Linked DNA regions of Mus musculus: regions 2, 3 and 4 are each linked to region 1. The links are chromatin contacts, called in public ChIA-PET, Hi-C and promoter capture Hi-C maps. All regions are on one chromosome and are shown on one strand. The core of a region is the stretch at or near the end of the contact, and the rest is flanking DNA. Distances in the headings are between cores, read along the strand shown. Region 1 holds the start of Nol10 (nucleolar protein 10). Region 2 overlaps Rock2 (Rho-associated coiled-coil containing protein kinase 2). Region 3 overlaps Hpcal1 (hippocalcin-like 1). Region 4 has its middle 29 kb from the start of 2410004P03Rik.

Region 1 (5,901 bases), core at 997-3,496:
ATGGTTAAGAGCATTTACTGCTCTTCCAGAGGACTCAACTTTGGTCCCCAGCACCCTGACAACCACCTGTAACTTCAGCTCCATGGGATCCAATGTCTTTAGATGTAGGTACCTGCACTTCTGTGCAAATACACACTCACACACACACTTTAAAATAATAAAAACAAAGTAAAATGAGTCCTATTAACTTCAAATGGACTGCCATCTTAAGGGAACTATAGTCCCCATAGAAAAAAGCCAACTTTAGAAACAACAGCCTTACATTTAGTTCAATACTATCAAAGTTGCAGGATATTTTAAATAATTGCAAACCAGTCAGAGAAAAAAACCCAAATCTGTTATTAATGACATTCATACAGAACAGAAAAATGAGCAATATATTTAACAGGTGAGTCTTGGTAAACAGGTAGAACTTGGGTATAAGGGCATGGGAGGTATTCTGAAGTCCAGCACAGCAAACCTTCAGATATGACACCAAATGCTCAAACATCTAGGTGCTACAGGAGACAGTACTGAGCTGAAACAAAATGGCCTAGGATCTTTAACCACATTAGAAACAGAACACATCAACAAACTGTCCAATGTTCTTGCTTTGATTTTTCTTTTAAAATGTTTATGTATTTATTTATTTGTCTATGGACATGAACATGCCACTGAGGGTATATGGAGGCTGGAGAATAATTGGCAGAAGTCTGTTCTCTACTTCTGTCATGTGGGTTCCAAGGACTCAGGTCATCAAGCATGGTGGCAAGCACCTTTACCTACTGAGCCTTCTGCCCAGGGTGGCCTTGAATTCACTATATAGGTATTATCTTCAACACCTCATCCTTTTGCCTTCTCTGAAGTGCTGAGACTGGATGCACACACCACCATGCCCAGCCTTTTTCATTCTTCCCTTTTTTAATACTACAGAGATGCCAAGGTTTAGATCTTCAATATGGGAACCAGAGGCAGAAACGGGCTACTCTACAGATTTAGCCAAGGTGACTATGAAGACAGCATTGAGCTAATAAAAAGTGCATGGTGGAACAGTGAATTAAGGAAGCTGGTTTTAGAAGTAGGCAGTCATGGTGCTGGCAGGCAATTGTGGTGATAAATAGATCACAACTAAGGTCTGGAGGCCAGAGAATTTTCTAGTTTTGAAGACACAAAATAACTTTTGATTGAGTTGAGATATTACACGCTAAGTTTTGGGATTCTAACCTCTTTATACATTTATTTATTTATTTATTTTTGTTGAGACTGTAATCCAGGCCTTGGTAATTCTCCAGTCTCAGTCTTTTAGACACTAGAATTTTAGGTGGGGGTCACTGTGCCTCGCTTGGGAATTGGCAATTCCTCAGTCTAATTTGGAATACGAGCACAAGAAGGTACTGTTTCAATCACCTAAGTCAAAAATTCTTGAGCACATCTATGGGTGATCCCAGAGGAAAGATCAGTCGTCCCAGAAAGGAGTGAAGCAGCTGTTTGAACTTTAAGGGGCTGACAGGGACCTGCAACTCAGCACAAGGTGGTCTGAGTGGTGTCTACATGGCACCATCTTAAGACCTGGGAGTCCGGGGACTGTGCCAACACTACTTGATAGAGAAACAGCACAGAAAAGTTCTGTAGCAGATCGCTCTGCTCAGAAAGAAAAGGCTTCCACCAGAGTACAAGCCTTTGCAAAGCCAGCAGGAACTAGTGAGCCATGGCCCAGGGGCAAATGAAGATGAAAGCACCCGACCGTAGTTGCCGAGAGGGCTTGAGTGGACCCTGACTATGAGAGCGTAAGTGCCTATCAAAGAGTCGACTGGAGCCAGGGTTTGATAGTGGTTTCACATGACTTTGGAGAAAGCATTACTTAACCATTCTCTCTTTCCCAGACTCGTCTTTTCATAATGTGTTTGGAAGAGGATATAGAGAAAGACTGGCGAGGGTCCTCTGCTGTTAGAAAGTCATCCCAAGGCCTCTGATGTGGACAACAGAACTTCCTAAAAATGGTAAGTGGTTATAACTGTCACATTCTAGTCTCAAACGATATCAGGTTCAAACTCACTTCCCCATCTCATGCTTTCTCGTACGATTTTTCTTTTCATTTTCGCTTTTTCCAACCCCAGAGCACATCTCCCCGGACCCGCTCTTGCCGCCTCTAGTGCCTCCGCCCTGGGGCAGCCTAGTGAGCGCGCACTTCCGGAGCCAGGAAGTGCGTCATCAGCTCGCGCCAGTTCCCGCACGTTGTGCCGGTTCGCCTCGGGTTTGGATGCTAGGGTATTCGGGTGGGCCGGCGTTCTGTGACTGCGTGCCGGGCTCCGGCTGCTCCGCGCTGCGATGCAGGTCTCCAGCCTCAACGAAGTGAAGATTTACAGCCTCAGCTGCGGCAAGTCTCTTCCCGAGGTGAGTTCTCGCCCCCTCGCCATCGCCCTGGGAGCGTGTATCTCTAACTTACCATCGGCTGACCGTGGTGGCTGGTTTTATGTCAACTTGACACAAGCTAGAGTTAACTGGAAGGAGGGAATCTCAATTGAGAAAATGCCCCCATAAGATCTAGCTGTAGGACACTTTCTTAATGATTGATGGGGAAGAGCTCAGCCCTTGGTGGTGCCGTTCCTGGGCTATGGCTCTGGGTTCTATAAGAAAGCAGGCCCAGCAAGCCAGTAAACAGTACTGCTCCATGGCTTTTGCATAAACACCTGCCTCCAGGTTCTTGCCCTGTTTGAGTTTCTTCAGTGATGGACCGTGATGTAGAAGTGTGGCTGAAATAAACTCTTTTCTCCCCAAGATGCGTTTGGTCATGGTATTTTATCACACTATAAAAACCCTAAGACAAGACCGTTGTTTTGCCTGCATTGGGTTCACGTGTAAGAACGTGCTAACTGTTTAGAAACTACTCTCACGTGCTTTAATTAAAAACCTTATTGCCTGAAAACAGTCAGAGCAATACAGTCACAGACTGCAGAGAGGAGGACTGTGGCTCACCCTTAGTCTGTTTAAAGTCTCATCCTGTTCCAAATGCAGACTGCCTTGGTGTATACTTAGGGTCTAGGGAGGTGAGTTCACATGTTTAGAGATTATTTTGCCATAACTAGTAAGAATAGTACATTGACTTTTCCCTTTTAGAAAGGATTTTTTTTTCTATTGGGGGCATTTAACCTCAAATTTATTGACGTTTTAAGCTGGACAAGTCTTGTTGCTAGTGTTGTTTGCCAGCATCCCTGGTCCATACCTACAAGATCCAATTGTGATGACAGACTAAAATGTAAAGACTTGCCATAAGCCATCTGGGAAGCAAAATTGTCCCGGTAGAGACCCAGCCACTCAGTGTCACGATAACTGACTAGTGCTTTGGTTGCTGTTCATTCAACTGTTGCCTGTAGAAGAAAATCAGCTTCCAGTGAATGTGCTGGTAAAAACCACTTCTTATCCAGGGTCGTCTATTAGGCCAGTCATAGGTCTGTTTCTATTCTTTGTAAGAAATACATTTGGCTGGCAAAGAGACACGTTTATAATCCCAGTGCTTAGGGCGCTGAGACAGGACATTTGTGAGCTTGTGTTCAGCCTGGGCGACAGAGCTTACATTGTGTGACTCTATCTTAACACAGGAATATGCACACACATTGGGTGCACTCACTCCATATAGAAATTAAAACCCATCATTTCAAGAGTTTGCATTATCTTAGCTTAGATGGATTAATTTTATGCTTTTATAATTCTTTGTAAAACAGATGCTTTAAAATTGTTTAGTATATGTAAATATATTTTTTAGAAAGTCCAGAATATGAGGGCTGGAGAGATGGCTCAGCACTTAGATTACTGACTACTCTTCCAGAGGTCCTGAGTTCAATTCCTAGCAAACACATGGTGGCTCGCAACGGTCTCTGATATGATCTGATGCTTCTGGTGTGTCTGAAGACAACAACAATGTACTCACATATATAAAATAAATTAGTCTTAAAAAAAAGCTGGGAAGTGGTTAAGAGCACTTTCTCTTCTTCCAGAGATCCTGAGTTCAATTCCCAGCAACCACATGGTGGGTGGAAATACTTTATTCTGGGATCTGATGCCCTCTTCTGGTATGCAGGCATACATGCAGACAGAGCACTTACATACATTAAAAAAAAAAAAAAAAAGTGAAAATCCAGAATATATGTTATCATGGAGTTAAGATTATAGAATAGTCCTACTTTTCATTTTATTATTTCCTGTAAGCATACATTTTCTCAAATGAACATTATTTTGCATGTGGAAGATAATTTAGGTGTGTTTTAAAGTGCACTGTCTGCTTTCTCGTAGTGGCTTTCTGACAGGAAGAAGAGAGCACTGCAGAAGAAGAATGTCGGTGAGTATGCAGGGTGCTCCAGCTTGTCATCTGCCTGTGGGCAGTGTCCTCAGTTCTCTGGCTCTCAGGCATGGGCTGTGGGAAATAAGCTTTTTGCCTTCTGTCTTTGGCATTGTTGGCCACTGTTCTCCTGGTGGTGTGATGTCCCCCTTCCGGTTAACAAGGTAGCCTCTCCCCCTCTTATGGATGGCAGCGAGGCTCCTGGGTTAGAGACACAAACTTCAGGATGCACGACATGGCAAGATGGCAGGAATTTCAGCATGTTTATCCCAGTTGTCCCTTGAGTCAGCATGGTTTGGATGAGGCCTGTACACAGTGGGTCTACGTTTCACAGAGGAGCCCAGAGGTGGGAAGCCCACTGTTTTGGTAGCAGGCAGAAAACAGGCCTGCCCTTCTATGACCTCCTTTGTCAAATTCCTCAATTGCCAACAGCCCTGAGACATGGCTCAGGTAAAAGTGGTCAGACTCTTGCAGGACTGCCATACTCAGCAAAGTGGCCCAAGGAGGACTGTCGTTCAAAACAGTTCTGTAACTGCTTTGTTCCTAATGTGTCAGAAGTTTTATCTGTTAGTTGAATCTCTGTGTTTTGCAATAGACAGACAGTAAAAGTTTTCTTTATAAACAGAAGAACTTTGTGTGTAAAATGTCTGGATGTAAACAATGAGACCCATTTGTAACTCACAGTTTATTCCCATTAAACATTTTCCAGTTCAGGTTGCCACGAAAGGAAGCTTACCTTCCTGAAGATTTCAGATTTTAGCTGAATCTCTAAAAATGGAGAGCTAGGAGGGTTTCAGCATGAGATTGAGATCTTTTGGCAAGCTTCTTGGAAAAAACGGGCTCTATATAGTACTAAAGTCGGGTAAGAAGTGAGATTTTTAACTTGGAGGAAACAAATGCTGCCTGGAGCTTACAGACTGGGGCTTTATCTGCTCCCCTTCCAGGGCGTTCACGTGTAGCAAAATGGATTCAGGTTATTTATGGGAAGAAACTGTTTTCTGGCCTGCGCAGGACTAATAGGTGTCTAGCAATTCAACTTGTTCAGTATTTGATTTTTTTGTTCCTTGTGATGCCAGGGATTGCACCCAGGGCCTCAACATGCTAAGCATGCTATTTAGCACTATGGCACATCCACAGGCCTTCCTCTAATCTTAATATCTGGGTTTTATATGCAAGGCATAAATATGTCATAGATAAGCTGTGTTCACAGTAGTGACCAGTCAGAATTCTTACCCTGGTAGAGAAAAATATAGTTTTTTGAGAGTAGGTCTTAGTGCTGTGGTCCACAGAGGCTGCACTAGGTCTTCCTCTAGCCTGGGCCCTCTTGGCCACAGAGAGGCAGAGCTAGCAGGCAAGCATCAACTCTACGCTAATTTCTTTGATAAGCCTAAGATTTTGGAGGCTATGCCTAGATATGTTTAGTGGAAATGCTGTATTTTGTTGCAGCAGTGACTGATGATGTGTTAGTGTTCCTCCTTGACTGAGGTCTTTAAACTCTTTCTGATTATCATTGTGGACTTTTCAGTTAAAGAACATGTTCTTTCTTTTTAAAACATGAGAAAAAAGTCAGTTTTCCATTACGGTAG
Region 2 (5,901 bases), core at 1,031-3,530, 390 kb before region 1:
GAGTAAGTCAACCTAAGTGTTTCCATTTCATCACATTTTGGATCAAATTGAATTCCTCTTCAGAAATAGCAGACATGTTTGATGGAGTATGTGATAACTCAGTTTTAAATCTAGAGATTTCCTTTTCCTGTGGCAAAATTTGTAAGTAAATTGATCCTCATTGTTCTAGTAAACTAGTGTTCCTTTTAACAGCAACATTTCCCAACTCTTTTTGTAATAAACATTATTCATCTCTTATTTGGCAGTTTTGTTGATCTCGGCAATAGAATATGATCCTTTAACTTGAGTACTTAAGTTGATAAATTAATATTATTTATTGAGACCATATTGTGATAGAACATAGTTATTTACTTTATGTATATGACGTTGACTCATTTTAAGAGTAAGAAATATTCCTGCTTAAGAAATGTAGAAAACTAAGATCCTCTACAATGTGTATGTTACTGCTATGTGTAAGTTTTCGCCTCTAGAAGAATTTAATAGACTTTCCTTGCTTGCTATATTAATCCATATTTAAAGCTGTTCTAATATGGTAATAAATTATTTATGAAGTTTTAAATCTATGACATGTCAAATAGAAGATGCGTTGCTAGGTTTTTGTATAAAATATCATACTATCTCATGAAAATTAGTTTATTTTGGCTGTGAGTGAAATCATATTTTTTTTCCTCACAGCGGCAGCTCCAGTGGTACCTGAGCTCAGCAGTGACATAGACAGCAGCAACTTTGACGACATTGAGGATGACAAAGGCGATGTAGAGACCTTCCCGATTCCTAAAGCTTTTGTGGGAAATCAGCTGCCTTTTATAGGATTTACCTACTTTAGAGAAAATTTGTATGTGATTTATTTGTTAAATTTTATTGTTACAGCATAGCCTAGCTGTCAAGTTTTTTCTTAACGGACTCCTTTTAATTTTATTTCATCATTTGAAGTTTGAATGTTACATTTTATTCATTTACAAATGATTGAAAGGCACTGTCCTATATTCTTTTGAAGATATGCAGTAAGAACAAATACTTGACTTTGATGGAGTTTATTATCTCATGAAGAATATAAGAGAATCACAGAATTATAAAGAAAGGTAGAATGTGATTTGCCTTTAAACAGATTATCACAGTGGATGTTCTTCTGAGGGAGTTTTGACTGGTAAGCAAGGAGAAGCCACTGAAAACTGTTAAATATTGGAATCAAATGTTATAAGTGTTTGAGAAACTTCTTGGTACACTCACATATCATGATGAGAGTGACCAGCTGTCCCAATCTCTCCAGGTTTAGGTGTTTCCTAGGATGAGATAACAAAACCAGGAAAATCTTAGGCAAGTGAAGTTGGATTAGTCACCTTCCTTAAATTATAATATTCTAAACCTATTTTGAGTTCTGAATAAAATAAGGGTATTGGACTGGAGAGATGTCTCAGTGTTTAAGAGCCCTGGCTGCTCTTCTGGGGGACCCAGGTTTGATTTCCAGCACCCACATGACAGCTCACCACCATCTGTAATTCCAGTTCCAGGAGATCCGAAGCACTCTTCTGGCCTCCATGGACAGCAAGCATGCATGTGGTGCACAGACTAACATTTAGGCATCAATTAAACAGTATGTGTTTTTTTTAAAAAGTGTCAGGGATAAAGGAAACTTATCCATGTTTATAGATGGTGGGAAGGACAAAACTGAAAGAGAAATTGACAGTTATATCAAAAAGATGACTTAGGGGCTAAGAAGATGGCTTAGTAGATAGGGGCTTTGCTGCCAAGCCTGATGACTCACATGGTGAAAAGAGAAGACCGACTCCCACAGATTGTCCTCTGATGTCTACATGTATCTCCTGGTGTTTGTGTACATGAACACACACAATAACTTGAGTGTAAAAAAATGTAAAGTTTCACTGGGTGGTGGCAGCACACGCCTTTAACCCAGCACTCGGGAGGCAGAGGCAGGATGAATATCTGTTACTTTGAGGCCAGCCTGGTCTACAGAGCAAGTTCCAGGAAAGCCAGGCCTACACAAACCCTGTCTCGGGGGGGGAAAGATTACTGAGTTATTTAAATTATGATACCAAACTCATATGTTATCTTTGCAAAAAGAAGAAGAGCTGTTCCTTTCTAAAAGAAATTATAGAATATAGTCATTATAGAAGCTCAAGTGGGATGAAGAGGTCTGTGTTGTGAGTCTAGTCCTAACATAGTTAAGACTGGTTTCTTTGGAGAGGCAGAGAGCAGAATTAGTGCTTCACTTAGAATGCTCATGGTCTGAAAGTAGCTTGATTAATGTGATTAAATGGATTAAAGTGTAATGAAAAGAATCTCTCCTTCTGTCCTTCCAGGTTATTAAGTGACTCTCCACCTTGTAGAGAAAATGATGCAATACAAACAAGGAAAAGTGAAGTATGTATACATTTTTTACTGTTTTATTTACTTTAGTAACATGTTCAAATACTTACACCACTATTTTGATTTTTAATTATTTTTGTGTACAAGTGTTTTGCTTGTATTAATATCTGTTCATCAAGTGCATGCAGTGTTGTGGAGGTCAGAAGGGAGGGTTGGAGCCTCTGGACTTGTAGTCGGTTCCACCAAGTTGATTTTGGGAACTGAATCTAGATCATCTGTAGACCAGTGCTCTTAACTACTGGACCATGTTTCCAGCGCCATCATACCAGTGATTTTAAAAGCTCACTTGATACTCCTTATGCGAATATGTGCTTTTAGCTTCATTCATTATTAGGAATGATAGATTTAAAACTAGCTGTAATTCCAGCTAGAAGACATTATGATCTTAGTGTGGTAAAAGAGTATAAGCAATGGGGCACATAACTAGGGGAGAGGTTAAAATTCTGAGTTCCTGTTTACGAGTGTATATAAAGAACAGTGACTCAAAGCATTAAAATAATTTGTGACTACATACAAAGCTAAATCATATGTAAATATTTCTTCACATGTAATGAAAGGTAGAAAAACCTGTTAGGTAATTTTGGAATGGTATACATTGTATGTCTTTTATAAGTACTTTTATGTGTCTTTTATATGAGACTTTTATAAAATATAACAAGCATTGAAATGTTTTCTTTCCTTCCTTTTTCTGAATAGGAAAGTCAGGAGGTACGTTATCAAATACACCGAAAAGGAGGAAAAAGTCATGTTTTAATCTAGTCATAGTCTGCTTCCCATTTGGAGTACTGCACCTACCCAAGAGACTTCCCATCCTTTTTCCTACCAAGTACCCTTTTATTATTTTTCTTATGAGTCTGTTGTTTAAAATATGAGTTATGTAATATTTTTGTCTTTATTTATCAAGGACATGTAACAGTATGTTCAGAATATTACAGCAATCAAACAACCAAAGTACTTACCTTGACAAGCTCATTAGTCTGTATTTTCTTTAAAAAAAAAATATATATATATATATATAGTTTTTTCTCCCCTCCCCTTCCCTCCTTTCAGAAAGTGTCTCAATTGTACCTGGAACTCAAAGATAAGTCAGATTGGATGACCAGCAAGCCCCAGGGATCTGCTTGTCTCTGCCATATTTTCCACCAAACTCCCCACCCCCACCCCAAGCACTGGAGTTAGAGATTCACACTTGATTTTGTTGTTGTTTTGTTTTAGTTGGTTGGTTGGTTGGTTGGTGTTTTATTTTGTTTTGGAAATGACTTGCTTTGTAGGCTTGGCTGACCTAGAGCTTACCATCGAGTCCAGGTTGATTTCTACCTGCCTCAACCTCTAAGGCTGGGCATTACCAAACCCTGACTTTATGTGTGTGTTACTCAGTTCCTCATGCTTGTGCAGTAAGCATCTTACTGGCTGAGCCATCTCAATAGCTCTTGACCTATACTTGTTTGGGGACAATAGAGGAATTGTTGGTTGTTTTTAAGATGAATTTAATATTTAAGACGCATACTCTTTAGAACTTTGGCTTTGGTGTCATTGTTGCCTTGGCCTGAGAGTATTCATCCTTTTGAATTTCAGTTATTGAAGTGGATATCACACTACTACCATTGTTGTTGGTGTTACTATTATTATTGTTGTTGTTGTTGTTATTATTATTAGGACTGGAACTCATTATATAGAGCAGGCTGGCCTTGACCTTCCAGAAAGATCCTCTTTCCTTTGCCTCCTGAGTGCTTTAACAGCATGTGACACCACATCTAGAAGACACTGTCTTATGCATTTTGTTCTTGTTAATGGGCAACACTTGTAAATTCATGCAGGTACACTCATACATTTAAAAGATAATAGTACATTTTTTTAAAAAGAGGAATATTTTAAATGATGTATTATTATTTAATAGTTTTTTTTAAATCAGTTTAACTTGCTTTAAAATGTACCTAATTAAAAACTAAGGAAAAGGATTTGAAATGTAATTAGCTATCATTTACTCAAGATTCATTTAATCTTTCTTCATAGTAGTGTAAGGAACACAAAAGAGTTTATTCCTGTAAATGTGTTTATTCTGTACGTGTGCTGTGAATGGGAGAGCAGGAGGCGAGGGAGCGTTCCCTCTGAGTCAAAGTCACAGTCAGCAAGTACAAATCCTATGTTCTTAGAGAGGACTCTAGTAAGTGGGGACAGCAGAAGAATATCATTGTTTTCTTGAAGCTTCTCATCATTGTGACTGAAACTTAGAATTTCTTATTTTTTGACAGATTCAGAAAAAATTATATGCACTAGAAGAACACCTTAGCAGTGAGGTGCAAGCCAAGGAGGAGCTGGAACAGAAGTGCAAGTATGCTGTCAGGCAGTGCATTTTTAACTGAAGTGTAAATACAGTCCTGAAAATGAAAAGCATAGATTAATTATATAAGCACTTCCTTAATTAGTAGACTGCTTTATTATAAATTAGTATTATTTTATTTACTGTTGCTTTTTAAAATTCTTTAGATCTATTAATACTCGCCTAGAGAAAACAGCAAAGGAGCTAGAAGAAGAGGTAAAAAATTTCTGTGCTTTATTAACATTTTTGTTAGTAAAATCTTAGATACCCACATAAATATAAGGTTCTCAGAGTATTATGCAGTTCATATTGGTAAAACCTATCTGTGTCATAGATGAACAAGATGGAAATTACTGTAAGGTGACTTCTCTTACCTAGACTTGTTTTATCAGTTTGAGTTAATTTAGTATGTAGGTATTTCAAGATTTAAAAAAAAATTATGATGTATATATGTCTGAAAATGCCATAATGAAACCTTTACTTTATATACTAACTTAAAAGTTAATTTAAAAGAAAACTTGCTTTTGTATGATGATAAAAGTGGCTGATATACTTTAAAAAGAAGTAATTCTTTTTATAAAAATGTTTGATATTAGTAACATTTTAGGTCCATGGGATTAAGTAGTGATGGTTTGTTAGTGATAGAAAGTTGCAGAAAGCTTAACTGTTAATATAATAAATTTGCAAATATGGAGAACATTACAATTTTAACAAAACAGTGATGGCCTTTTAGGTCTTTTCTTTTATGTGTTTGAGATTACTGATATATTTTGGTTGATTTCTCTGCATATTTTGTTTTGATAATAATATTTGGTGTTATTTCAGATTACCTTACGGAAAAGTGTGGAATCAACATTAAGACAGCTGGAAAGAGAAAAGGCCCTTCTTCAGCACAAAAATGCAGAGTATCAGCGGAAAGCTGATCATGAAGCCGACAAGAAGCGGAACTTGGAAAATGATGGTTTGTGATATAAATTGTTTAAGAAGAAAAATATTGAATATATCTGTTATATCGATGCTTGTAGCTAAAATGCTTTGTTTTATAGTTAACAGCTTAAAAGATCAACTTGAAGATCTGAAGAAAAGGAACCAGAGCTCTCAGATATCCACTGAGAAGGTCAATCAGCTCCAGAAACAAGTAGGTTGGTCTGTGTGGAAAGTGCTAAGTTATCCACGTCTGTCAGTGTGTGTGC
Region 3 (5,901 bases), core at 1,669-4,168, 370 kb after region 1:
GAGGGACAGCCATAAGGGACATCACCACCTCTTCAGGAATGGTCCACAGTGGGCAGGTGATGGTCATAAAGGACACAGAGGCCCAGGGAGGTTAAGTGATTTGTCTGGGTTAACAGCTCCCAGTAGACAGAACTGAGATGCCTCTGACCGTCAGTGTGGAATAGTGCTTCATGCAGGGTAGCTGTGACATTTATTCACCAGCATGATGTGTCAGCCTACCTGGGCTGAGGGGATGTCTAGGTAGGTAGTAAAGTGTCATTGCTGTGTGCTTCTGGAAGAGATTAGCATGGGAGCAAAGGCTAGCATTTAGACCAATAGGTTCCCCAATGTGGGTAAGTATTGTATTGTCACTTGAGGGTCTGAGTAGATGCATCAACAAAATGTATTGGTTATTTTTATTGATATGACAAAGCAACTTACTAAAGGGTTTCTTTGGGCTCACAGTTTGAGGGTACAATTCATCATGATGGGGAATTCAGAACCTTGAAGTAGCTGGTCACATTGCGTCCAATCAGGAAGGAGAAAAAGAGACTGGGTGGTGGTGGGGTCAGTTGGTTTGTTTTGTGCTCAGCTTATGTCCTTTTATTTAGATGTGTACTGTAGCCAGTGGGATGACGGTGCTCACAGTCAGGAGTGGGTCTTCCTGTCTCAGTTAAACCTCTCTGGAAGCATCCTCAGAGATACACCCAGTCTCCATGGTGATTCTAAATTCAGTCAAACTGACAATGAAAATGAGTCATCACCCAGGAGGGAGAGTGGACACCATCTCTTCGCTTTGGTCACCATGCTCCTCGTTCTTGGCCTAGAACCCCCACCAACTGATCTCCCTGAGCTCCATCTTACAGACAGCAGGATGTTGGACATCTCAGCCTCCATAACCATGAGGACCAGTCCCTCATCATCTCTCTATAGGTCTCTTTGTATTTTACTGGCTCTCATTCCCTGGAGAGCTCTCAACACCATAGCAAGATTTGGGTTACTTTCCTACCCAAACGTTCTCCATTCAAGATGGTAGGTCACCCGGGCAATGAAGTGGTTTGGGAGACCTAATTATGCAAATTACCTTGACGTGTGGGAGCTCAGTTTAGCCTGTTACACATGGAAGTGATAGTTTGCCTAAATAAGCATCAGCCAACATTAACCCTGAGGAAGGGAATTCTTCTTGGGCTTCTTTTGGATACCTGTCTTGTTCTCTCTAGGAATTAGCTTCCTGCCCACCACTAATGCCGGCTAAGCCACTGTTCTCCAAACACAGAACTGCCTGTCTCTGTGGAAATGCAGAGTCCCCAGCCCATGCCTGGCTTGGCCAGCCACTGGCTGCCCATGGCTGAGCAGTTTGTATGTTAAGTGTAGCCTCTCATCTCACCACCTGCAGAGTATCATATCAGCAGCTTCTGGAAACTTCCCTCTTCCCTGTCCCTTGCTGTCACAGCTTATTTTATTCTCTTGGGACAAGGGATATCCCTTTTTCCTCCTGTCGCCTCCAGTGCTGTTCTCCAGCCCTGCGTGTGGCACACAGTCCTCAGAACGCTCTTTGGAGAGTTGTCTGCAAAGTCCAGTCACTACTCTGAGACTGGCTGGTATCCCTGTGCTGGACTTGGGTTCCTGGAGACTTCCCATGTGTGTATCAGCCTGGATGCTTTGCCTCTGTTCAGGGTGGTTCATTTGCCTCTTAGGACTTCAGGGCATCCCTCAGCTCCCTACCTCCTCCTAACAAATTCTTTGTAGTCTTCTATGGACCTGGAAATGTGGCCATGGGTGGGATTATCACACTGATGCTCAACCCCAGATGAGCTGCAGAGGACCAGCTCATTTGAGTGGGCTCATTGGCTCTGTCCATGCTGTGAACCTCAGTGTGTGTTTTATTAACATTTTAGGAAGGTTTAATTATACAGGCCTTAGCCCAGACTGGGGATGGAACTCAGCTGCTAGAAGGCTTGCCTGGCATGCATGAAGCCCTGCAGGTGATCTTCAGTATCATATAAACCTAGTTGTGCTGGAGCGTGTCTGTAGTTAAAGCCCAGCATTAAAGGTCGAGGCATGCTGATCAGAAGTTCAAGGTCATCCCTGGCCGTGTAGAGAGTTCAAGGCTAACCTGAGCTATAGGAGCCCCTGTCTCGTTCAAAACAAACAAACCTTTAGCTTTAGTGTGGAGAACACTAAGCAGGACAGCCTCTAGACCCTTCCATGTCTAACCCATTGTTCTTGAAACCTGCACCCATTCTTTATAATTTTGGATGTGCTCAAGAATTCCTAGGTCATGTTGGGTGGCCTTGGGTCTGTGACAACCTTGAGAGCCATTCGAGATATGATCGACAAGCAAAGAACCTGGTATGTGGGAGGGACCAGGGCCTGTGACAGGGAGATGTCCCTGGCGCTGGCCTCCCGACAATTACCAGAACAGAAACTCTGTAGAGGGCCAGGTAAGAGCCACATTACTGCTTTGGGGCTCTGGCTAGGCCTTGGACTGACTCCTCACTTCAGCCCTGTGGATAAGGGCCACACTAAGAGGAGTCAGACATGGCTTTGGGGTAGAATAACACATGAATCCACTCTCAAGCTACATGGAAGTAGCAGATGCTGGGAGCAAGATGCTGCCCTGTTCCCTGGCATCAGGAAGGACACCAATAAGAAGCCTGTGATGCCTCCATCCTTCCCACAGGCCTGAGGGAGACTGAGTCTGATGCGAAACAAGGAGCATCCCCAACAGTACAGGTCTGGAAAAGGCTGGATTCAGCAGAGACTTAAGGGGCCTTTACCTTGCCCTACATGTGTCAGTACAAAGGACTGTGTCCTACTCTAAGAACAGGCGCGGGGTTCCTCAGCCACAGATGCTGAAGCAGAAGTGACATTCTGTGAACTCAATGCTGGACCTGCTTATCAAACCCCACCCTTCCTGCCTTGACAGAAGAAGATGACACAGTGGTTCCCAGAGGGGAAGTGACTCTTGGAGATGACAGTGAGTTGGGGCAGAGCCTCCACTGTCTTCCCTTCCATTTAAGTGTCCTCAGCCAGTGTCTCCCCAAGAGGTGTCTTATGTTCTTGGGGCCTCTCTCAACTCTAGCTGCCACCCCATGCCCACCCTCAGTATTTCTCAGCAAGACCATGTTGGGCCCCCCAACTTTTTTTCACTAAGCTTCCCCCTAAAGGGGGTGGGAGATAAGGGTAAGGCTGTGGCCCTGGAACTCCTGAGTGTTATGATTTAAAAGAAAATGGTCCCTATAGGTTCATAGGGAGTGGCACTCTTAGGAGGTGTGGCCTTGTTAAAGGAAGTATGTCACTGGGGATGGGCTTTGAGGTCTCAGATGCTTAAGCCGGGCCCAGAGTGTCATCGTCACTTCCTGCTACCTGCAGATCAATATGTAAAACTCTCAGCTACCTCTCTAGCACTATGTCTGCCTGCACACTGCCTGCCATCCTTCCCACCATGGTGGCAATGGACTAAATGTCTGAAACTGTAAGCAAGCCCCAATTAAATGCTCTCCTTTATAAGAGTTGCTGTAGTCATGGTGTCTCTTCACAGCAGTAGAAACCCTGAAGACACCAGGTTTTTGTCTAAAGGAAAAATGGTCTGATACTTGTTTACACCTCAAAAGAGACAACTGCAGTAGGTAGGAGTCATCTCCATTGTGTGTGTGTGTGTGTGTGTATATGTGTGTGTGTGTGTGTGTGAGAGAAAGAGAGAGAGAGATTAGTGTAACTTCCAATACAAAGATATGGGCTAGGGAAAGAGAGCGAGGGAATGAGAGACAAAGAAAAGGGGAGAGAGGGAAACAGAGACAGACTGTGGTTGTGTGTGTGTGCCTGTGTGTCTTGTCTCTCTCTGTCTCTCCCTGTGTCGGTCTTTAGATGGAAGATAACCAAGTCAAGCCCTCTACCCCTGGAGGTTAGGGGTGAGGAACTTGAGTGAATGTGAATGGTAGGTCATCAGATAGAGTGGAGTCGAGTTGTTCAACTAATTCAGCAGGTTCTTGCTAGCCCTAGGCTAGCAGGCCAGAGTGGGTGGAGTGGGGCAGGTTATGGCCCAGCCAATGATGGCTTAGAGAAGCCTGGTGTGGCCAAGGAAGGCATCTCAGCCAGGGGCTGTGAGGGAGTTTGTAGGGTCACAGGATGTGGGGACTATTTGGGCTAGTCCTTGCCTGAGCTCTGTTGTAAGAGGCCCAGCCTGCTCTTAGCCTCTGTCCGTGGTCTTCCTTCAGCCTTCTGAGCACTGTGAATAGTAGACTGAATTTTCTCATTTTAAAATTGACTGATTCCTCTGTGAAGAAAATCATCAGTCTAGAGGGTTGGCCAGTACCTGAGCTCAGAGACAGAGGTTTGTGTCTCTCTCACCCCGGTTCCTAAGAGCTTTCTAGGGAGGGGTAGTTAGCCTGTTTCAGGTCAAGGGAGCCAGCACTGGGACATGGCTTCTCCTGTGCCCACACATCCAGGTCAGGGACTTCCTGTTCATCACATGGCCATATACCCAGAATGGGAGCTTCCTGTGTTCAGTGGCTTCTGTGCTCAAGGCCCTGTTCTCACCTCTGCCCCAGCTTTCCTGTTGAGAATTTCTTAGCACACACTCTTGAAGCCCATATGTTCTGGTGGTCAACCTTGGCCATTTTGGTTTTGATTTTATTTCATTTTTATTTTTTTGACACAGTGTCTTACTGTATAACTCTGGCCAGCCTGGAACTTACTATGTAGATAGACTAGGCTAGCCTTAAACTTATAGAGATCTGCCTGCCTCTTCTCCCCTAGGTCTAGAATTCACCACCACCATGGTCTTGGTTTTGATTTTTGAAGAAAAAAATTTAATTCCGTTTTTACACACAAACTTGCATATTTTGGTAAGACTAGAAAATACAGGAAAGCAAAGCCCCCCACCCCCACCCCCCGAAAGGGCCCTCCTTCTCCATGGCCAGCAAGATGGCTCTGCAGATAAAGACACTTCCCTGTGAGTACGACAACCTGAGTTTGGTCCCTGAACAGCACATGGTATAAAGAAAGAACTAACTCCCTCACGTTGTCCTCTGGCTTCCACACATGTGCTTTGGTGTGTGTACCCATACACACACATATACATCAATACACACACAAATGCGGTTTTTACAAATTCTCATCATTGCCCTGTTCGACCCTATTAGCATGCCGAGGTGTCTCTCTCCATTTGTGTCTGTCCATTTAAGGAGTTCTGCTCTCTGGAAGCAGAGCACATAGGACTCGTGTCCTCAAGCTGCTCCCAGCTGTAAAGGAATAAAACCGTCTCACTGTCACCCAGCCTCCATGGGCACCTGAACATTATATAAACATGTGCGCGTGTGCTTCAGCCAAAACCAGTGCCTCCTCCTCGGTTTATTCTTGTTTAGTGTACCGTGGAGACCAGTACTGTCCAGCAGAGCAGGCTCCCTGGCTCACTCTCCTTCCTCAGCAAGCCCTGTGCCCAGGGAGGTCAGAGGCTCACACATGGGGTTTTGTCTCCTTGCTACACATGTAGAACCTGAAGGGAAACATTGTGTCTATGTGTTAGATATAATTGTGTTTGTCTTTTTCCTGAAAGGTGCACTCAGTGATGTTTCTATGTCTTGTAAGTGTTGACACTGTGATCGAGGGTTCTGGGGGGTTGGGGGGCAGTAGGGAGGTGGGGTCATGGGGTAGGGTGGGGGGTGATAGGGTGTGGTCATGTGGTCATGGGGTCGCAGGGTTGTGGGGTGGTGGTACATGCTGCTTTGTAAGCATTATTTCCCCTTCTCCTTGTGTCATATGCAGCTGGGTCTCTTCTGTGGCTGTGATGAACATCTGATTCTCAAGCACGAAGGAGGCTGCCTCCTTTTGCATCTCTATGTCTGCAATCCTTGTGTATTCCTCACCCTTAATAATAAAATACAGAGGATAATGGGGCATCACTGACACCAGGGTCTA
Region 4 (5,901 bases), core at 1,418-3,917, 310 kb before region 1:
CACACACACACACACACACACACACACCACAAGACTGGCAAAAAGCAGACTTTCTACTGAACTTGATGGAATTTACAGAATTCTTCATTTTGTTTTAGTTTGACCAGACGGTAACGTATTTTTCTTTGGGGAGAGGTAGGAAGGGAGTCATGGTTAAATCTTGCTTTCTGGTGATTTCTGGTGTAAGGATGGGAACCTGTCTCCTGGGCTTAGTTGTCAGGTACGGTGTTGCGATATTTTCCTAAGCGAGAGGATCTGGCATAGGGTTGGTGATGGCACTCAAAAGCCTGTTATCACAAAATAATTCTATCTCGCTTCCCTAAAGTCAGCATCTCACTCTCTCCAGCTGTGCCCAGCTGTGCTGGAGATGCTGCGGCCACTGGGCAGCAGCCCCCCTCCCCCATCCCCGTGCAGCTCTAGAGAGAGTGTTTGAAAATTGGATTCATTTTTGTGCTAATGGTTGAAATGATGCCCTGGGAATGTTGAACATATTATAGTGATTGCTTATTCTCCCACAGATGTGGAAGTCCATTACTGAAAAAAAAACATACATGTTTTTAATTCCCTTCATTGCCTGTCTGAGGGCTTCTTCCTTGTCTGGACAGTTTGTTTAAAGAGAAATTGTGTTGGGGCGATAATGAGAGACAGGATGGACAAGGCTAGGGAATTCTAACAATCCAAAGAAGAGCTGGAGAGGTAACACAAGAGAAATAAAACAAACCTGGTGCCAGCATTAGTCTGACGGCTGTGTCTACAGATCCCATTTCAGGGGTACATCATGCAAGGGGAGGTACCATTTTTTAAGGTATGGAGCCTGACATAGTGACTCAAACTTGTAATTCCAGCCCTGGGTAGCTAAAGGCCAGGAGGATCACATGAATTCTAGGCTAGCCTGGATTACACAAGTTGGCTATATGCTAGCCTGAGGTACAAGTGTGAGAACCTCTCACAAAGTCAAGGCAATGTCAGTGAGATGGTTCAACAGGTAAAGACCCTTGTGCAAGACTGGTAACCTGAATGGAACCCCCAGGATCCACAAAGATGTGGGAGGAGAGAACTCACTCCGTAGAGTTGTCCTGTGACCTCTGACCCTGTGATGTGGTATACACACACCTGCACACACATATAACTAACTAACTAACTAACTAACTAACTAACTAACTAAATAAATAAATAAATAAATAAATAAATAAATGTAACTCAGAAAGCCTATAACTTCTTTAGAACAAAAGGAAAAAATAGAGATCTTTCAACACAACACTTCCCATCCTTTGAATACTTTATGTAAGCTGCATAGAGCAAGCAATAGCCTTAATTCACACTTAATATTCTATCCCCTCTTTGTAGTTGCTGAGAACTTTCTTCTGTACAAAGTTCTGGGTTCTGGGTAGGCTAGCTGCAGTCAAGGTTAAGATATTTTCGACTTCATTAAGAGAGATGAAGAGTATCTTCAGAAAAGGAGTTTAAATTTGCATTTAGACAATATCCTCAGGCTAGACATGACTCAGCAGAGCTGGGACTCCTTGGGGGAAATGCTTTGAGCTTAAACAAGCTCCAACTTCCATCTGAGAGTTTGAGTTTAGCAAAGATGACCCAAGAGTCCAAAGACATTATTCATTGTAAGTGTGGACACAAGCCAACAAGATACAGCAGTCTCTTGCCACACTTGTGACATCTTAACTGACAGCCACCGAAAATCTAGATTCACAGACCCATCAGCTCTTCTGAAAATGCACCTCTTGCTTCTTAACATAGAGCTGTTCTGTTATTTTTGGTGGACATCTCTATTGGCTTCAGCCTGGAGACACACACACGCACACACACACACATGCACACACACACACACACACACACACACACACACACACACACACACAGAGAGAGAGAGAAGAGAGAGAGAGAGAGAGAGAGAGAGAGAGAGGAGAGAGAGAGAGACAGGCAGACAGAGACAGAGACAGAGAGACAGACAGAGACAGAGACAGAAAGGAGAGAAGAAGGTATGCTTAGATGACCAAGCTATAAAGCCCAGGACAGTTTTACTTCCTAAAGTTTCTATAACCTCTCCAAACAGTGCCACCAACTGTGGATCAATTGTTCAAACATATAAGCCTGTGAGAAGCATCTATCACTCAAACCACAACATACAAGTATGTTTTCAGTCATAAAAACTGGCTTTCCATTGCATCTCTTGGGGTTGGTATGTTTGGGTTCTTGTTAGCAGTAACTACAAGGGTCTTAGGTCTACCAAGTGGGAGTCAGACTCTGGCACCTGGCTCTGAGATTGGTGGTACCAAGATGCCTGTTCTGTGTTCTGCTCATATTAGGACATCACTCTCTTCATGTGGCTCTGTCTTAGGCTGCATTACGGTCTAATGCTCTATGATGCACAACATATAACAATTCTTTTTTCTTCTAGGAGTAAGTGTCTGAATGTTAAGTCTTCAAAAGTTTCCTGTTAAAAAGCCCCTGGCTGGTCCCAACTTCGGAGACATCTGAGTTTCTCTGTTTCTCCTCCATTAGCCAGCCCAGAGAGTTCTTTTCCCTTCAAGGGCATGCAATCTTGAACAATGTAGGTAGAGTTAGTTGGTAGCAGGAAGAAGCCCTGTTTGAAGGCGACTTCTAATTGAGGGATAAACAAAGTGATGACTCAGAGAAAGATTTGATGGAATGAGTCAGAGACAGGATACACCCAATTCCCATGAGAACAGACAGGAAAGAGAGCAGGCAGGGGGTGGTGGTGGGGGGGGAGGAGGCAGTTTTTTACCAGGACAGTTTTACAGACAGGTTGCAGAGAGAACAAGCTAGACACAGGGAAAGCAGACTGAGCAGAGAATAAGGATCCAGGAGGTTAGGACAGATTGCCAAAGTTAGTTTGAGGCCAAGCAGAACAATTCCTCGAGAAGCTGAGAAGTCAGATAGAATTCGTCAGCTTGGAGACCTGCACTTTTTCCACCATAAAATGTAATGTCCACGCATCCTGGGAACTATGATTGATGTCGAGTGATTCAGGGTAGTCTGTTGTTTTAGATGCTCTTCTGCATGTCTGTAAAACTTAGATTTGTCCATGAAGATGTAGGCAGGGTCAGAAAAAGTGCAGGGAAGGTCATGGAGGCTTTGTGTTTTGAGAAGGTGTGAAGGTCAGCTTTCTTTGTATTTATTTAATATTTATTCTTATTTATGCATACATGCATATGTGTGTACCTGCAGAGGCCAGAAGAGGTTGTTTGAACCCCTGGAACTAAAGATACTGAACTCCTTACAGGGGTGCTGCGATCAAACTTAAGTCTTGCGGAAGAGCTATTCATGCCTTTAACCACTGAGCCATCTCTCCAGCCCCTGATGTTCATTTTTGTCAGTTTGACACAACCTAGAATCATTGGGAAGAGAGTCTTAGCGAGGAATTATCACATTGGATTGGCCTGTAGGTATGTCTGTAGGGGAATGACTTAATTAAGCTAATTGATGTAGAAAGACTCGGCCTACAGGGGTTGCTGAACTGTGTCAGAGTGGATGAATTGTCTGTGTGCATGCAAGCAAGTTAGCAGGTACCTGTGGGGTTCTCTCTCTGCTCTTGACTGTGTGTGGATGTAATGTGACCAGCTGCTTCAAGCTCCTGTTGGGTTGACTTCACTGCAGTGATGGACTTTTAAATACCAGCAACAGGAGTGAAATCTGGAGAGAAGGGCTTTTTATCACATTGCCTAGGCTGATTTCAGATTCCCAGGTGTGACTGAGCCTCCTGCCTTGTCCTCTTGAGTTGCAGGTATGCCCTGTGAGGCCCGGTGATGTGAAATATTGTCACAAATCCAATGTGACAGTACTGAGGATGACAGCTGGAAGAGCCTGACTTTACAGTGAGACTATGTGCAAACATTGCCAGCCACCAGCTCTAGGCTCTCAGGCAATTACTTTACAAACTTCTAATTCTTTCTTTATTAGCCAAGATACTGGCTAATATTTTTATTAGCTTTATTAGTGGCAAGGTAGCTCCATCAAGCCAGGTATGGTAGCACATGCCTTTAATCCCAGTGCTTGGGACACAGAGGCAAGTGAATCTCTGAATTTGAGGCCAGTCTAGTCTACAGAATGAGTTCCAGGACCACATACACACATACAAACCTGTCTTGAGAAAAAACAAAACAAAATAAAACAAAAATATGGCTCAGGAAACGAAATATTTGCTAAATAAGCATGAAGACCTGGGCTCCATCCCCAGCAGCCACCCACCCACATACAAGATGGATATAACACACTATGCCCAGAACCTCAGGGCTTGGGAGCAGGGCAGACAGGGAGCTCATGGGAGCTCCATGTCCAGTTAGTAAACCAGTGAGAGACCCTGTCTCAAAGAATAATGTGGAGAATGATTGTTGATGACCTGGCATCGCCCTCTGGCTTCCATGTGCACCTCTGCAAAAGTGTACACATGCGAATGTGTACCCACACACATACACGCAGTTTAAAATGTGTGCTGCTTATGGCTGCTAGGAGGAGCCCGAGGTTCTGATGTCCTTTTCTGTCCTTGGCAGGTACCAAGTGCTCATGGGATACCCAGACACACATGCAGGCCAACATCCTTATGCATCACTGTTTTAAAATGTTTGAAGGCTGCCAGTCTAGAGTGAGTGTGCGTGCTAGGGCCATTTAAGAGCTCTAATGACGGTGATGATGAAGGTGATGATGGTGATGCTTGTGATGAGGGTGACGAGCTCTTGACCTTGTCCAACTTTCTGCACATGATTTGTTTGGAAGGACTGAAGTTTGAAGAGGCATGTCAAAGGCTGCCAGTCGCCCCACAAGCAGCTTTCCAGCCCTGCAGTCTTGAGAGGGGAGCACATCTGTAGATTTCCATTTGCTGCCGCCCCTATGCCTATGAGGAATGGGCTTGGTAGTCATTCTTCTCTTGTGTCTTTGCTTCTGCCCTGGAGTGCTGAAGGGTCAGGATGACACACACACACACACACACACACACACACACACACACACACACACACACACACCTGTTGGCACTGTTCATGTTCACACCTAGGCTTCTGTGTAAAATCAACACTCATGCATGGGTGGGTTTACCTGTAGCTCACTCATCACAGAGCTGGGTTCTCCCTAACCTAGAGTCCCCCCCCCCCCCAACACACACCCCTGTGAGTCAAGTTTACTTTAGCCAGGAAGATGCCTGTCTACCCTCCACCCAGGGGCTTCTCACTAGAGGTCACTGGCTGTACTACTTTGTGATGTATACTCTTAAGCCACTCTCTTAAATCTGTTCCCAAGATGGTCCCATGCCCCGCTAGAAGCAGATGGTTTGTGTATGTGCTAAAGAGAGAGAAGGGGAGAGGGGCTGCCATGTCTGTTAAAGGAAGCTACAACCCAACCCCGACTTGGAAAGCCCCACCTCTGTTAGACCTCCACCCCCTGCTGTGGCTAAATGAAGGGTAGTGATGGATGAGGGCAGGGTGAGGATGAAGAGAGCCAGAGGTTTGGAAATGCAGAAGACAGCCTGCCCGAGGCTGTTAGGCAGAGGGAGGGAGCTACTGGTTCCCACCATGATAGGGGGTGCAAGAGAGCAATTGTTCTACAAACTCTCTTGCCTCCTCGGTACCCAAAGGCCTCTCTCAGGAGCGTTTAAAGCAGAATGCACAGACTAGTGTGTGGAAGGTGGCTGTGTGTGCCACTAGGTCATGGTTGGGGAGTATGCAAGGTAGGAAGGGGAGGAGATCTGATATAGGAGGTGATCTATAAGGTCTATAAGATGCTGACCTGGTGTGGGGCTGAGTTTTAACGGAGACTCATCTCCAACACTGTGGGTGATGATTAAACCCTTTGTCTCTCCATCCAGTGCATCATTTGTGCAGGTGGCCCCCTCTGTGGTGTGGCTGCATGACCCGCTGGACCTGTTACTCC

The links. Promoter capture Hi-C pulls out the DNA fragments that hold promoters and counts their contacts. Hi-C and Micro-C count contacts between places; a contact is called where the count stands out from the background. ChIA-PET counts read pairs in DNA pulled down with a chosen protein or histone mark.
Region 2: a contact with region 1 is called in a promoter capture Hi-C map of cranial neural crest. The contact joins the enhancer-like site here to the promoter of Nol10 in region 1. A contact is called at or near these places in 12 of 39 promoter capture datasets (the 3T3-L1 cell line, the C10 cell line, the HPC-7 cell line and 7 more).
Region 3: an RNA polymerase II ChIA-PET map of effector CD8 T cells shows a contact between it and region 1, with 9 read pairs. The contact joins the enhancer-like site here to the promoter of Nol10 in region 1. A contact is called at or near these places in 7 of 39 promoter capture datasets (the 3T3-L1 cell line, the HPC-7 cell line, cranial neural crest and 3 more), 2 of 115 datasets of contacts at active chromatin or transcription factors (effector CD8 T cells and memory CD8 T cells) and 1 of 9 other capture datasets (liver).
Region 4: a contact with region 1 is called in a Hi-C map of embryonic fibroblasts, with 4 times the contacts expected there. The contact joins the enhancer-like site here to the promoter of Nol10 in region 1. A contact is called at or near these places in 20 of 39 promoter capture datasets (the 3T3-L1 cell line, 3T3-L1-derived adipocytes, the C10 cell line and 11 more), 1 of 15 datasets of contacts at CTCF or cohesin (pro-B cells), 26 of 484 Hi-C or Micro-C datasets (3T3-L1-derived adipocytes, B cells, the Ba/F3 cell line and 18 more), 3 of 115 datasets of contacts at active chromatin or transcription factors (the HPC-7 cell line, astrocytes and large pre-B cells) and 1 of 9 other capture datasets (embryonic stem cells).

The regions. Positions count from the first base shown.
Region 1 is chr12:17,346,247-17,352,147 of GRCm38.p6, forward strand. It overlaps Nol10 (nucleolar protein 10), which reads left to right and starts at 2,247. Exons shown (of 21, transcript NM_001008421.1): 1 at 2,247-2,373; 2 at 4,270-4,315. The coding sequence starts at 2,308. Gm46336 (a long non-coding RNA gene) reads right to left here and starts at 2,156. Exons shown (of 2, transcript XR_001780553.2): 1 at 2,036-2,156.
Region 2 is chr12:16,952,586-16,958,486 of GRCm38.p6, forward strand. It overlaps Rock2 (Rho-associated coiled-coil containing protein kinase 2), which reads left to right. Exons shown (of 33, transcript NM_009072.2): 8 at 1-2; 9 at 676-835; 10 at 2,322-2,382; 11 at 3,085-3,096; 12 at 4,641-4,720; 13 at 4,876-4,924; 14 at 5,534-5,669; 15 at 5,755-5,846. Among named protein-coding and RNA genes, the nearest start is that of Gm22303, 16 kb to the left of the region's middle. Within about 2 kb of position 2,281, at least 10 of the 459 cell types and tissues checked have an H3K27ac peak or open chromatin away from gene starts, as enhancers often do.
Region 3 is chr12:17,712,998-17,718,898 of GRCm38.p6, forward strand. The region is part of intron 1 of Hpcal1 (hippocalcin-like 1); the gene reads left to right. It overlaps Gm40842 (a long non-coding RNA gene), which reads left to right. Exons shown (of 3, transcript XR_001780564.2): 2 at 591-5,566; 3 at 5,749-5,901. Among named protein-coding and RNA genes, the nearest start is that of Gm40842, 4.6 kb to the left of the region's middle. Within about 2 kb of position 2,919, at least 88 of the 459 cell types and tissues checked have an H3K27ac peak or open chromatin away from gene starts, as enhancers often do. A contact at or near this core is called in the HPC-7 cell line, effector CD8 T cells, hematopoietic stem and progenitor cells and 1 more, where this site is marked.
Region 4 is chr12:17,038,079-17,043,979 of GRCm38.p6, forward strand. No RefSeq gene overlaps it. Among named protein-coding and RNA genes, the nearest start is that of 2410004P03Rik, 29 kb to the left of the region's middle. Within about 2 kb of position 2,668, at least 34 of the 459 cell types and tissues checked have an H3K27ac peak or open chromatin away from gene starts, as enhancers often do. A contact at or near this core is called in the C2C12 cell line, the HL-1 cell line, embryonic fibroblasts and 2 more, where this site is marked.